5 separate regions of the Mus musculus genome follow, and all the other regions are linked to region 1. Evidence: chromatin contacts called from public HiChIP or PLAC-seq, Micro-C and promoter capture Hi-C data. All regions are on one chromosome and are shown on one strand. Each heading gives the region's core, a stretch centred on a gene start, on an enhancer-like site or on the middle of the called end of the contact. The rest is flanking DNA. Distances are from core to core; before and after follow the strand shown. Region 1 holds the start of Marcksl1 (MARCKS-like 1). Region 2 holds the start of Spocd1 (SPOC domain-containing protein 1). Region 3 holds the start of Yars (tyrosyl-tRNA synthetase). Region 4 holds the start of Ptp4a2 (protein tyrosine phosphatase 4a2). Region 5 overlaps C77080 (expressed sequence C77080).

The links. Promoter capture Hi-C pulls out the DNA fragments that hold promoters and counts their contacts. A called contact is a pair of places that touch in the nucleus more often than the background predicts. HiChIP or PLAC-seq counts read pairs in DNA pulled down with a chosen protein or histone mark.
Region 2: an HNF4G HiChIP or PLAC-seq map of pancreatic cancer cells shows a contact between it and region 1. The contact joins the promoter of Spocd1 here to the promoter of Marcksl1 in region 1. A contact is called at or near these places in 2 of 39 promoter capture datasets (pre-B cells and stem cell-derived epiblast-like cells) and 2 of 115 datasets of contacts at active chromatin or transcription factors (double positive thymocytes and pancreatic cancer cells).
Region 3: a promoter capture Hi-C map of neural stem cells shows a contact between it and region 1. The contact joins the promoter of Yars here to the promoter of Marcksl1 in region 1. A contact is called at or near these places in 13 of 39 promoter capture datasets (the 3T3-L1 cell line, the C10 cell line, cranial neural crest and 8 more), 2 of 484 Hi-C or Micro-C datasets (both in embryonic stem cells), 3 of 115 datasets of contacts at active chromatin or transcription factors (embryonic stem cells and large pre-B cells) and 3 of 9 other capture datasets (adipose tissue, liver and pancreatic islet).
Region 4: a contact with region 1 is called in a Micro-C map of embryonic stem cells, with 5 times the contacts expected there. The contact joins the promoter of Ptp4a2 here to the promoter of Marcksl1 in region 1. A contact is called at or near these places in 1 of 484 Hi-C or Micro-C datasets (embryonic stem cells) and 2 of 115 datasets of contacts at active chromatin or transcription factors (effector CD8 T cells and pancreatic cancer cells).
Region 5: a contact with region 1 is called in an H3K4me3 HiChIP or PLAC-seq map of embryonic stem cells, with 11 read pairs. The contact joins the enhancer-like site here to the promoter of Marcksl1 in region 1. A contact is called at or near these places in 13 of 39 promoter capture datasets (the 3T3-L1 cell line, 3T3-L1-derived adipocytes, the C10 cell line and 8 more), 1 of 484 Hi-C or Micro-C datasets (embryonic stem cells), 4 of 115 datasets of contacts at active chromatin or transcription factors (embryonic stem cells and pancreatic cancer cells) and 2 of 9 other capture datasets (adipose tissue and pancreatic islet).

Annotation. Positions count from the first base shown.
Region 1 is chr4:129,512,262-129,514,869 of GRCm38.p6, forward strand. Marcksl1 (MARCKS-like 1) reads left to right here and starts at 1,320. Exons shown (of 2, transcript NM_010807.4): 1 at 1,320-1,655; 2 at 2,456-2,608. The coding sequence starts at 1,569.
Region 2 is chr4:129,927,488-129,930,095 of GRCm38.p6, forward strand. Spocd1 (SPOC domain-containing protein 1) reads left to right here and starts at 1,280. Exons shown (of 15, transcript XM_017320505.1): 1 at 1,280-1,311; 2 at 1,762-2,608. The coding sequence starts at 1,310.
Region 3 is chr4:129,188,622-129,191,229 of GRCm38.p6, forward strand. Yars (tyrosyl-tRNA synthetase) reads left to right here and starts at 1,282. Exons shown (of 13, transcript NM_134151.5): 1 at 1,282-1,451. The coding sequence starts at 1,395. It overlaps S100pbp (S100P binding protein), which reads right to left and starts at 958. Exons shown (of 7, transcript NM_001379590.1): 1 at 921-958.
Region 4 is chr4:129,819,155-129,821,762 of GRCm38.p6, forward strand. Ptp4a2 (protein tyrosine phosphatase 4a2) reads left to right here and starts at 1,325. Exons shown (of 6, transcript NM_008974.4): 1 at 1,325-1,447.
Region 5 is chr4:129,221,008-129,223,615 of GRCm38.p6, forward strand. It overlaps C77080 (expressed sequence C77080), which reads right to left. Exons shown (of 7, transcript NM_001033189.3): 6 at 808-2,608; 7 at 1-470. The coding sequence ends at 448. Among named protein-coding and RNA genes, the nearest start is that of Gm12976, 17 kb to the right of the region's middle. Within about 2 kb of position 1,299, at least 41 of the 459 cell types and tissues checked have an H3K27ac peak or open chromatin away from gene starts, as enhancers often do. A contact at or near this core is called in embryonic stem cells, where this site is marked.

The DNA.
Region 1 (2,608 bases), core at 70-2,569:
GGGAATGGGCACAGGAGTAAACACAGAATGTGGACACCACCTCATCCCGCTATGGTCACATCTGTGTGCAGTTCCCTGATTTCTCAGGCCCTGGGGTTGTTTGCACCTTACAGCTTCTGGTCTCCCAGGAGGCCTCTCCTAGGACAGAGGGACATATTGGTTGAGCTGTTCAGGACATCAGCCTTTCTTTCACAACCTTCGGCTTCCTCTAGCCTGAAGCCTTTCCTATTGGGGGACAAGAGGAAGTAGCTGTACACATCGGAAAACATATATAGGCTCAGCCAAGGACTCTGGGATTCTAACTGGCCTACCTGGTCCAAAGAAGGAAACAGAGAAGGACCAGGTCTTCAAACAGGGTAGGTTTGGGGGTTTATCCCTAATAGTGTGCCACAGTTGTGGAAGAAATCCAAACGATTCCTGTCACATTCAGGAAGGGGTATTTGGAGTCTGTTGAGCCTCCCTGGCTTTATGGTACCTACCTATATGTGGAAGTCTCAGTGTATGGTCACAGACTCGAGGGGAGGGAAGCCAGGCCTAAGTCAGGTATACTTAAACATCTCTGCGCCCCAGGCTCTTTGCTTACAAAGGGGGATGAAGATGCAATGCCTTCTGGTCAAAGACACACACACACAAACACACACACACACACACACACACACACACACACACACACACACGCACACACACACACACGGCAGTGGGGAGACAGAGAGAGACAGAGACAGAGACCTGGTGATGGATTTAGGTTGTGAGGAGTAAGAGCTGCCACCAACAGACTGAGAAAACCGACTTGTTGGATCTCCATTTTGACCTGAGTTAGGTCAGCCCCCCAGGGTGGCCGCACAGCACATAGACTGACAGGGACGTGGGTGGGACTTGAATTCTGGCCTGAGGGGGCGCCGAACTCAGGGTATGTGTGTGTGTGTGGGTGTGTGTTTGTGTCCGGGCGCGTGAGTTTTGGACAAATTTCTAGAGTGTAACTCAGCACCAGCCGTCTGACGAGTCTGGACATGTGAGCCCTTCCAAGAGTTCAAGGAGCCAGTGTAGAACCAGGGACTGGGGGCCTCTCCACTGTGAAGTATGAGTTAGGCTGAAAGTGGGCTGGGGATGACTGAGTGCTTCTTCATCGACGGCCTCCTCCCAGTCCATCTCCCGGACCGACCGGGAACCTCTCTCATTTCCACACTGAACCCTACTTGCCCCTGGTCGTCCCAAGTGATGGGGGAACCAGACAGCTTGGCACTGCCCACTGCACGAGAGGAACCCGGGCCCGACCCCGCCTCCACCCCGGATTGGGTGCTCATTTAAATGTCCGGCCCCGCCCCGAGCCTCGGGCGCGTACATATAGGCGGCTCGGCGGGCGGCGGGCGGCATTCTGGCGCGGAGCGCAGCAGCAGTGGGCGCAGCTAGCGGGTCGGCTGCGGAGCGGGGGTGCAGTGCGCTTTGCCCCCCGTACCCCTCCCCCTCGGACGCAGCCCCACCCCTCTGCCCGCCGGGCCGTCCCAGCCGAACTATCCCCTGCGGCGCCAGCGCGGGGCGGCTCCGGGCGCCCCCAGCAGACCCCCATCATGGGCAGCCAGAGCTCTAAGGCTCCCCGGGGCGACGTGACCGCCGAGGAGGCAGCGGGCGCTTCCCCCGCGAAGGCCAACGGACAGGTGAGTGCGCTCGGAGCGGCGGATCCCGGCCCCCAGCCCGCCGGCCTCGCCCCCTCTGGGGCCCAGGGCCGGGGCCGCGCGCTTTGTCCGGCCCGGGACACGCGGCGCCCCCTCCCCCGCCCGGTCCCTTTGTTCTCGGCGCCGCAGCCCCCGCGGGCGAACGAGGGGAGGGGCGGGAGGGGGCGCCGGCCGGGCTCGTCGCCTTCTTTGTTCGCGCCCGGCCCGCGGGCGCTGCCCCCAGGCCGCCCCGAAGGCCGCGCGGGAACAAAGGCGCTGCTAGGCCGCACCAAGGGGGCGTCTAGGGCCGTGGGGATGGTACTCGGCGCCCAGGGCGCCCCATCTGGAGCCCCGATCCCGGCAGCCCGCGGTGGCTTTTGAAGCGGTGGGGAGCAGAGATGCGGGGAGACTCTGGGGTGGGTGGGGGCTGATCACACAAAGCGCAAGCCTGGGAAAATAGGCCGTCCAGGTGCGGGGAGGCAGCGCCCCAGGGCTGCTTCCCGCCCAGTAGTGCTGGGCAAGGCTGGCCCGCCGGCGAAGGATCCAGGCCCGGTGAGGTTCCGCGCGGAAAATAGAGAGCGCGCCCCGCGGGAGGGGGGTGGGGGCCCGAACCCCAGCGCCTCCTGCTGGCTGCGCTCGTCCCTGCGCGCCTGTGAGGGGTGAGGGTGATGTTGGATGGGAGTGAGGCCAAAGCCAGACTTGGTTGCCTTTGGATGTCGGCGGTGGCCTGCGAGGGGCCAGAAGCGGGCTGGGGGAGGGGAAGAAGGGCCCGGGCCCTCACTGCTGTCCCCTCTGCCCCGCAGGAGAATGGCCACGTGAGAAGCAATGGAGACTTAACCCCCAAGGGTGAAGGGGAGTCACCACCCGTGAACGGAACAGATGAGGCAGCTGGGGCTACTGGTGATGCCATCGAGCCAGCGCCCCCTAGCCAGGAAGCTGAGGCCAAGGGGGAGGTC
Region 2 (2,608 bases), core at 30-2,529, 420 kb after region 1:
AGATATTTTCAAATATTGCTTCCATTCTCCCATTCCAGTGTGCCTTCCTGCTCTCTTGGGAAGAGGTGAGGTGGAAGTGGCTTCCCAGAATCCCTTGCAACTGGTATTTTATTTGTTGTATCTATTTAATTCGGGGCAGGGTCTTATACACCCAGGCTGGCCTCTGAATTCAAAGGCAGAGGGTGGTGCTGGGCAGACTTCACATTTTACTTTGCTTCTCTCTCTCTCTCTCTCTCTCTCTCTCTCTCTCTCTCTCTCTCTCTCTCTCTCTCTCTGTCTCTCTCTCTTTCCCTTCCTTCTCCCTCCTCCTCCTATTTATTTATTTATTTATTTATTTATTTATTTATTTATTTATTTGTCGTTTTTTTTTTGAGACAGGGTTTCTCTTGTATAGCCCTGGCTGTTCTGGAACTCACTTTGTAGACGAGGCTGGCCTGGAACTCAGAAATCCGCTTGCCTCTGCCTCCCGAGTGCTGGGATTAAAGGTATGGGCCACCATGCCCAATACATTCAATTTTTAAAAATTAAAAAATATTCAAAAACTAAAAACTGGGTGGAGGGGGGAAAGAATAGTAAATAAAGTCACCACATGTGGGATCAATAACTAATTAATCATAAATTATAATATATATAATCAACAACTAATTATACTATTAACAATAAATATAAATAATTAATAGATTAATGGATTATTAAGTGCCATATCACTTGGTTTTTAAATTTTAAGAGCCAAGTGATATGTGCATGGGAGTGTCACCCATAGCTATGAAATCAGGCAAACAAAATCGACCACAAAGAAAAACCCCAAAGTTCCACAGAGTAGAGGGTTGAGAAATGAGAGGAAGTTTAAACTTTTCTATTTCTTGACGTTCTATTCGACTAGAAGGCACATGTGTGTCTAGATATATTGTATGCCAGACAATATTAAAATATCTAATTAGGAAAAATAATCAGATTTGAGTTTAACAATCCCCAGGGGTTTCAGACACCTCCTCCACTCTGTTTACAATCTTAGGCAGCTTTCGGCATCCGGGGGGTCTGCGATTCCTTTGCCCACGCACCCCGCACCCCGCCCGGTCGCGTGGAGGCAGAATGATTGGCACCTCCTCCCAGAAGCCCTCGGCAGGGAGCGAGCGCCTCCTGCTGGACAAGAACGCCAGCACCCCTAGGGAGCCGTTGCTGGGCACCACCAGGTCCTGCCTCCCACCCCTTGGATCCAGGACCATCTTCTCCGCATCACGTGCTTCTTCCCTCAACCCCCCCCCCCGGCCCCCCAGGAGTAGAAGGAGAAGGAGCTGTAGCAGCTCAGATGTAAGCGGTTGGAGCTTTAGGTCGGAGGTCCTAGTGCGTTCAGGGACTGGCTTGATTCAGAGTCCTGTTTATAGGAGTGGGGTATAGATAGGGCTGAGATTTCTGCTCCGTGTGGAGCTGGCTTTTGCATTTCTGGGAGAATCTCCTCTTTTCTGCTCTCTGTGTGCTTTTGGGCAGTCTCTGAACCAGCTAGGGTGAAGCGAGATACCTCATTTCACAGTGTCACTGATAAGTAGTGACTTTTACCCTTTTTCATTTAAGCAGAAAGCTTAAAGGGTAAAAAAGCTCTTGGGAAGCTCAGAGGAGTGGCCCTATCTGGATAGCTTCCCTTCTGCAGACTAGTGCGAGGAGTGGGGGTCGGGGGAGGGAGCATGTCTAGGAGGTGAGTTGGCAAGCCGGGGAGGACTACCCAGTCAGGCTTTCCCTGAGACCTCCCTCTTTTCCACATAGGCCTGTTGACAAGTTTTTAGCCAGGGCTGGTGGACAGAGGACATTGTCTAGGTTCCAGGACTCTCTGTGTGACTTCTTGGCTACTGGAAGCTCCAGAAGTCTTTGTGGTACATCACTGGACTTCCCAGATAGAGTACTGGTCTGTACAGAGGGGCCAGCAGGAATGGAAGAGGCCAGCAGCCCCAGCTTTAGACAAGCCACCACTGTCGAAGGAATGGTTTCCCCAGAGGATCCTACACTCAGCAAAGAGGGGCTCAGTGCAAAGGGCCCGCCCCCATCTCCAGTCCTGCCCCCTTTCCGAAGGAAATGCAGGAAGTGTGGAATCTGTCCCCAGGAGGAGGAAAAGTCAGGTTTTTCCCTGAGGTTTGGTCAAAGACCAGATGGGGACCCTCCCGAGTGTGCTTCTCCAGAGGCCTTTGCAGGTCCCCCAAGGCTTCTTTCTTCTAAGGACACTGAGCCTGGAGAGCCAGGTGGAAGTTGGGTGGAATGTGCTGTAGAAACCGAGGTTGAAAACATGCTCTTTTCTAAGGATGGGGTTGCGCCAGACAGCCTTGATCACCTTTTTGAATTCCCAGGGCTCTTTGGAGGCGAGCCCCTTAGTCTGGTCACCCAGGAGCCTCTTCAGAGTCCAGCACTGTACCCAGAGGTGCTGACTGAGGATTCTACAGATCAGCAGGAAGTACAGCCCGCGTTTGTGGTTGGCAGCCCTGGCACTCCACCTGACCCGGTGGGGCCAGAGGACAAGGCCCAGTCAGGGTCCAGGATGGAGCTGGAACAAGGACTTTCTGCCCCAGCCAATTCCTGTGCTAGCTCCCCAGAGCCCTTGGGTGGGCTCGATGGTGCACCC
Region 3 (2,608 bases), core at 32-2,531, 320 kb before region 1:
ACAGGCCCAGGCAGCAGATTTTTCTAAACTGAAGCAACAGGTTTCTTTTACAAGAATAGTCTATTAAAGCCTGGGGCTCTTAACAACCACGGGGGGGTGGGGGGGGGAGGACAAAAAACAAAAAATGAGGGCAGCCGGTGAACTCCGTCCTCATTTGGTGGCCCTCTGAAGAAGGGCTCACCTTAGGTGTCTGCAGCATTCCCTGCGGCCCTGGATGAAACCCAGCAACGGTGGCCCAGGGATACCTTGCGAGGATGCCCGCGGGCCTCCCCGTCGGGAACACTACCCGCCCGCCCGCCGCGCCCAGGGCCTCTGCACTTCCCTCCTCCTCCCACTCGGGAGAGCGAGTCCTCGCCTCCCCGCGGATAGCGGGAGGAGCGCGTGTTCCCTCCGCGCCCCTCCCCCCAGGGGCGACCCAGGTCCCCCCGCGGGCTCCGCCAGGGCACCCGACCTCAGGGGACAGACGCTGACTGCCACATCTCGGCAGGCTGCGGCCCGCGGTCGCCCGGAGTGGGTCGCCCTCTCCCGCCACGACGCCCCGCGGGAAGCCCGCCATCCCCGCTCTCCCTAGCAACAGCCTCCCGCGGGGAAGGCAGGCACCGGGAGAGGAAGACCCCCCCCCCCGCCCCCACTGGCAGGGCCGGCGGCCCGAGGACCTGACAGCTCCCTTTTCCTCAGCGGGATGAGGGGCGTCACTCGCCCACGGATGTGGAGGTGGGGGGCAGGGACAACCTCCCCGCCCGCCATCACCTCTGGCGCGAGAAGCAGCCCTTCCCTCAGCGAGACGAGCTTCCCTACTCCTCACGGGGGCAAGACGAAGAACGCGGCCCTGTGGAGAAGCAACAGGCGGCCCGCCCCCTCCCCCCCGACCCCTCGCCTAGACGACGGGCGCCGACCCTTACGTCCCGCCCGCTCTTCACCTCCGGAAGCCGGGCCAAAAGCCTGGGCGAGCGGCAGCACCTCACTCCGCCCCCTGCGCCATTTTATCGCCCCCTTCACGACCTCCCCCACCCCGAGGCAGCGGGGCCAACACCAGGGGGAGGGCAAGCAAGCAGTGATTGGCAGGAAACCGCCCCGCCCCTGAGAGGGTGCGTCATGGGCGGCCTTCCTAACCCCGCCCCCCAGCTCCACCTACACTGTTTTGGTTTTTTTTTTTTTGGATGGTTCCGCCCCTTCCTGTTTCATCGATTCTTTCGACTCTCTGCTGCTCCTGACTCGGGGATGCTCGGGGAGAGGAGGGGACAGACAGAATCTAGGCCTAGCAAGCGGAGCGACGAGCTCAGCTGATGCAACCCGACGGGACTAGCGTGACAGTTCCCGGCACGCGGAGACGACGGCGAACGAGGAAAGGGCGCGGGTGCCGGCTGAGCGCGGGAAACAGAGACAGCGGAGCCATGGGTGATGCTCCAAGCCCTGAGGAGAAGCTGCATCTTATCACCCGGAACCTGCAGGTCAGGCCTTGGTGGGGGGTTGGGATGCGCCGTTGGGTACCGAGAATTTGAAGTCCCATGATTCCCGATGCCAATCCCTAAACGAGTGGGGCCGCGGTCTCCGCGCCTGGGCGGCTCTACGGCCCTCTCTGCTAGTTGATCAGTCAAGCAGCCATTCTCAGGGTGCAAGAGAAACTCCAGTGGGCTCACCCTTTGTGTGCACGTAGCTTGTGCTCCAGCCATTCCTGGGGCTGGGAACCTCATTCCACCCATCCTATTCCATGCCGGGAGCACTGCTAGGCTCTAGGGAGTCAGGGCCATGTCTTTCCAGGACTCTGGCGGAGAGAACCGGAAATTTAAAAGGACCTATAACCCAAATAAAACACGTACTGAAAGTTCCTATGACTGAAGTTCTGAAAAGAAATAAGGGGCGAGCTGGCCGAAGAGATGGCTCTGAAATGGAAAGAAAGTACTGCTCTTACAGAAGACCCGTTTTCAGTTCCCAGCACCCATGTCAGGTTATTCGGTACGGCCTGTATCAGGGGATCTGACGTCCTCTTCTGGCGTGTGTGTGTGTGTGTGTGTGTGTGTGTGTGTTGTGTACACGCGGGCGCTGAGAACTGCATTTCAGACAGGGAAGACCCAAGGGGAAGCAAGAATATTGTAGAACAGGGAGAAGGCTAGGCTCAGCTCCGTGGTAAAGCATGAGTAAGGCCCTGGACTCAGCCTTCAGTGCCCTCACACACCCTTTGTCCAAGGACACTGATTTAAATGGAATAAAGCAAGCACAGTACTGCTCGGCCACCACAACTCCCTGCCAACAGAACCGTTTCCATCCCTGCCTGCCCGTGCCTCTGATGTTCCTCCACAGAACCTATTGCTGTCCTTTGACATGTTCTCTAAGGAGAGACAGGTAGGAGCCAAGTCATGAGGGGCTTGTAAACTTTGTTTTACAAGCCAGATAAAGACTGGACTAGAATTACGCTAAGGGCGGTTGCACCACCAAGCTATTTTTTTTTTTAAATTTACCTATCCTGGGTGTGGTGGTACATGCTACCTGTAATCTTAATACCTGAGAGTCAGAGACAGGGGGGTGGCTGCAATTTGGAGGCCAGCCTTGTTTACATAATGAGTTCCTGGCTAGGTAGAGCTCTATACAGAGACCCTGTCACTAAGAA
Region 4 (2,608 bases), core at 75-2,574, 310 kb after region 1:
GGGTAACCACATTTTCCAAACAAGAAATCAAGATGCATGAACTGGCTTATAACTTCTGGCCAGGTTTCAAAAGCAAAAGGCAAACAAAAACAAAACAAAACAACACAACACAAAAAACCTCCTTCCATTAGAGAATCTCTAAGATAATCTTCAAAACTGTTAAAATCCAACTCAAACTTTTTTTTTTTTTTGAGGCTCCCAAGAGTTGAATTTAGGGCCTCACATGCAAGGCAAGCTTTTCCCAGAGTTCTATTCCCAGTTCCAATTCTAGAGGTGCTTTCTTTCTGTAGACCAGGCTGGCCTTGAACTGGGTTTAAAGGCATAGGCCACCACCGCCAGACTTTTTTTTTTAATCACGCCCATTCTTCATACTTTATTTAAGTATTGAAGAGTATCTGTGCTGTGAAGACAGTATTCCGCTTAATAGTTGAGAATACCTAGGAAAAAACTTTTTCCTTAATTCTGCATTTCCGTATCTAAAGAGTCTGTGTGTTGCTTGCCCGATAGAGGTCTGGGGAGCAGGGCAGAGAGACTTCGCAGAGATGTTCGAGGCCTCCAGGAAGGACAGCCAAGTATAAGGTACTCGGTTCCCCACTTCTGAGCTGGAAATCCCCGAGCTCAGGCCCCGGTTGCCGCCCAGTCCCAGTCCCAGACCCAGCGGGATCTGGCTCGAGGCGCCTCCCGGGATCCGGAATCCGCCCGCGACCTTGCGGGTCACTGGGTGGCCAGAGGCGCTAACTTAGACCCAGGTGCGGATGGGCGAGTCGCAGAGTGGGCGGGCGCTTCCCTCAGCCACGTTCGTCACCCCGCTACCCCCACCCCGCGCCGGTCACATGTATACGCCTTCCGTCGCCCCCAGTGCCGAGCGCAGCAAGCCACGCGGAGGCGGAGCGCGGGAGGCGCCCAGGGCAGTGGGTCAAAGCTCTGTAGGCAGAGTGGGTGGGGCCAACCGCCGCGAGCCGCCGGCAGCCAATCATCGGTTCCGAGGGCGTGGCTGCGCCGCGCGCGCCGCGCCCCGCAGCGCCCCCTGAGGGGCGGCGGCGGGAGCTGGTCCGGCTGCGCGCGCAGCGGTGGTGGCGGCGGCGCGATCGGCCGGGCTGTAACCGTCGTTCGTCCGGGAGCGGCTGGAGCGGCAGCAGCGGCCGGGCACGGCGCGAGGCGACGCCAGCGGGCAGCGGCGGTAGCGGGGGCAGCGGCGGCAGCGGGGGGGGAACACAGCGGCGGTCGCGGCAGCAACAGTAGCAGCAGCAAGACGGACTCGTGGACACGCGCCGCCGCCGCCGCCGCCGGGCCGGGCCGGGTGTCGCGCGCCGAGGCTGGGGGGGAGTCGTCGCCGCCGCCGCCGCCGCTCCCGCCGCCGCCGCCGCCGCCGAGGTGACTGAGGAGAGAGGCGCCTCCTCGCTCCCGCCTCCGCCGGCCTTCAATGCCCAGTCCCCAGCTTGCCAGCGTGAGTGCGCCCCTCCCGGGCGGCCCCGCGCGGCGCCCGGGCCTCGGGCAGGGGAGGGCGGGAGGCGCCGCTGCCATTAGAGCAGGCCCGAGACACGTCCCCGGAAGGAGGGCCGGGCCGGGCCAGGGGCGGGGAGCGCGGCTCGAGGTGGGGTGAGCGAGCGAGAGAGCGAGAGAGCGTAGAAGAATGCGGGAGAAGGTGCGTGTGCGGGCAGCATGTGTCCTTGTGGGGGCGAAGGTGTGGTGAGAGCGAGTGGGGACGAGGAGGAGCGTGGCGGACTAGGTGGTGTGCAGGGGTGCGCCTGCGTTTGTCCGGCGCGTGAGCACAGGCATCCTGGAGGCCCCTTGGTCTTTGTGTTGATAGGGAACCCTTCGCGTCCAGGGACTTAATTCACTCAAGCGTGGGATCCCTGAGTTGCAGTCAAGTAAGAGAAAAGGGTCTGAGTCTCCCGTGACGCTGATCTCTGGCGTTCTTTCCCCTTTTCGTAAAAATGTATTGTAAATTTATGAATTTCCAGAGATGTCTTTGCCATCCTCCCCACCCCCATTTCCCAGCGCTAACCATCCAAGCTTGACTCTTGTCCCGGAGTCTGAGTTTTAGCCGGTAAAGTATTCGGAAGCGTAAACTTTTTTTTTTTTGGCAAATGCTCAGTGTTGAGGTCAAGGCTATTTAATGAGGTAAGCCGCGGTATCTTTTATCTGTGACTCTCTCGTATCCTTCTGCAGAAAAGCGCCTAAGAAACGGTCATAAATATCGATAAAGTGCCATAGTTTAGTTTCTGCCCTTGGATTTGTCACGAAGTATAAAGTGACTAATCTAGCGTCATTGTAGGCATTCAGCAAATGTTTCAGTTTGGAGTCGCTATTGCTGGATTAGTATATGGTATTTACTTGCTTCCCCGCTCTGTGTTACTGAGCTGTTTCAGACAGGAAGTGAGAGAAGTTGAGCCTTGTTAGTGTGCAAGAGGAAACTAAGACTATAGAAGAACTCACATTATCAGAGCTTCGTTTTTTGATCCTGACACTCTTAGTTTTGGATCGGATGATCGGAAAGAATTGTTAATGGACTTTTTCTATGGGGGATGCAGAAGAAGTTCTTTTGTTTCATTTGTTTTATTGGACTTTTAGAAGTTCCAAATAGGTTCTTGATTTGGTATCATCT
Region 5 (2,608 bases), core at 49-2,548, 290 kb before region 1:
CAGGCTCTTGGAATGTGGGTTCGTGAGCCCTGGAGGATGGACATGCAGCCACTTTGCAAAGTGCTTTGATTCTAGATTGCAATAAACATGATTCCAGACATGAAACAAAATAAACGCGTATTCTGCTCCCCTCCCACCGCTGTGGCCTTGGGGGCCGGGGTGGGGCACAGCCACCCCCTCCCTCCAGCTACCTTCTTCAAGTGGAGGCTAAGGCCGAGGCTGAAGGGCTGCTGGAGGTGAATCCTTTCAGGCAAAGGCATGAGGGGAGGGGTCACTTGGAGGATGGGCAACACCAGGCTTGCATAAACATGGAGGCTGTGGAGATTAAGGCCGCAGGCATCCTGTCTTAGGTTGTGTCTGCCAAATCCTCTGTTCCTTGGAGCTGCTCGGGTCCCTGAGAGACTGTATCCCTGGGATGGGTCAGCAGGGCCAGTTGAGTGATGACGGTCAGACCAGTTTCTTCTGTGGATCTGTGAGAAAAGGACATTGGTTCAGCAGGCCTTCCAGCTGGGGTCTGACAAAACCCCCAAAACGCTCCTCACCCAACCTTCCTATATCCCGTCCCTTCACTGACACTAGGCTAGACACTTATAGACAGCCGGTATCGTGGGTGTCTCCGCCCCATTTTAAACCTAAGTGAGATAGGAGATAATGTGACAAAACTGAAATTTATTCCGGGCGGCTGCCAGAGCACATGACCCGACTATCCCTCCAGGCTCAGACTGCTATCAGTTTTTGTAGATCCAAGAGCATGCCCACCTATGGTGGGCCCTCTGAGAACGGATTTTGCACCAGTGCCTACAGTACCTGAACCAGGGGAGCCCATCTTCTCTGTAGCAGCCAGCTGCACACCTCCATTCTCCGCCAGCTCCCCGTTAGTCCTGTCCTCAGCGTGAGGGAGCCCATTGGTGGATGGAGCAGTAAGAGACTCCGTCCTGGGAAGACTGGGGGACGGAGGAGGGACTCCCACTGAGGGTTTGCGGGCCACTGGTGGGGGAGCCTTGGAAGGCTTCTTCTGGGCCTGGGGAGGTGGCCGATGCTCTGAAATGCTCCGAAGTTCAGCCACCAGATTCCGCTGGAGGTCAGCCTGGGCCTCGGGGGACACGGGCCTCTCCAGCTGCAGTTTTTTGGTGCCCTTGGAGAAGATGAAGCTGGCCTTGGAGGCAGGAGACTGTGGCGACCGTGGCTCTGCCTCGGGTATTCCAGTGGGCAGAGCACTCGCAGGACTCTCACTGGCAGCCAGGCTAGAGGCCTTGAGTCGGACGGCAGCATGGAGCCCAGAGGAGGGAGCAGTCACTGGGCTGGCGCGCCCAGACAGGGCTCTTCGCAGAGGCTTCTGAGGGGCCGATGAACCCGGAGAAGGGTTCGGAATCCCTGTGGAAGCACCCACAGAGCGAAGCCGGACCATCTGCAGGAGCGAGGGTGTGACCAGAGGCGTGCCCGAATCCTCCCTGGGAGCCCCGCTGTGCTTGCCCACTGAGTCCTTCTGTGGGAGCCTGGCCAGAGGTTCTGATCCAGAACTAGGAGGTGGAGCTGGCGGAGGAGTCTGGGACAAGCTAGCAGCTGGGGGGACGGCAGCCTCAGAGCTGCAGGACTCCAGAGGGCCAAGCTCAGGGCCTGCATTGAAGAAGACCTCCTCAGGAGGGGGGAAGTCAGCCATCGACAGGTCCTGTTCCTCAGGTGCAGGTGGTGGTGGCGGCGGCCAGCTGGGATCTGGAAGGATCTCCACAGCAGCTTCCGGAGGAGGTGGGGCCTCCTCCAGCACCTCCGGCTTCTTAGTAGGTGGTGGGGGTGGATGGTAAGATGGGGGTGGGGATGGTGGGGGTGACTCATCTTTGGAGGCAACAGGAGACTCCTGGGCTGGAGTCAAGGTTGTCTGGGGCATGGAAGGGGATGCAGGACTGGTGTCGATGGTGGACACCTGCCCAGGAGCCACAGCAGGGGCAGCCAGAACAGGAGCAGCTTGGTTCGAGCTCTTGGACTTGGAAGGTGGTGGAGAGAAAGGAGCAGGCACCTTGGGATGAGGAGGTATGACGAACCTGTCACTCAAGGGGGTAGACATTTGTGGGCCAGAGCGGTCTAAAGGAGTAGGGTCTGAAGAAGAGGAACACAGAGATGTAAGGGAAGAGGATACAGAGGCCCCAGGAGATCGAAGGGATGTCACTCGATCTGGTTTGGGGGGCTGAGCCTTGCCTGGGGAAGCAGGGGCAACTGCCAGACCCTTGGGAGGGAGAGTTGGGGTACCGCTCTGGCTCGAGTAGCCACTTGAAGGTGAAAGTGTCCGTTCTGGGGAACGTGGGGGACGCCTGGAGCCACCTGGGGACAAGCCAGAGCCCCAGGTGCCTGCTGAGCTGGGTGGACAAGATACTGCCCCCACCCCTGAAGAGCCACCCGCAGTGGGCGGCCGAGGCAGCTGTGGCTGCTGCTTTCGCTCAGGTTTGGGCGGCAACCCTAAGGGCCCATCAGGCACTGCGGAGCCGCGCTGATGGAGGGAGTAGGTCCGGCGGGGAGGCGGGGGAGGCCGTTTCATCTTACGCAGGGACACACTCCTGCCAGACAGCTGCCCACTGCTTCGGATGCTGGCCGTGTCTGAGGTCTCCGCAGTGCT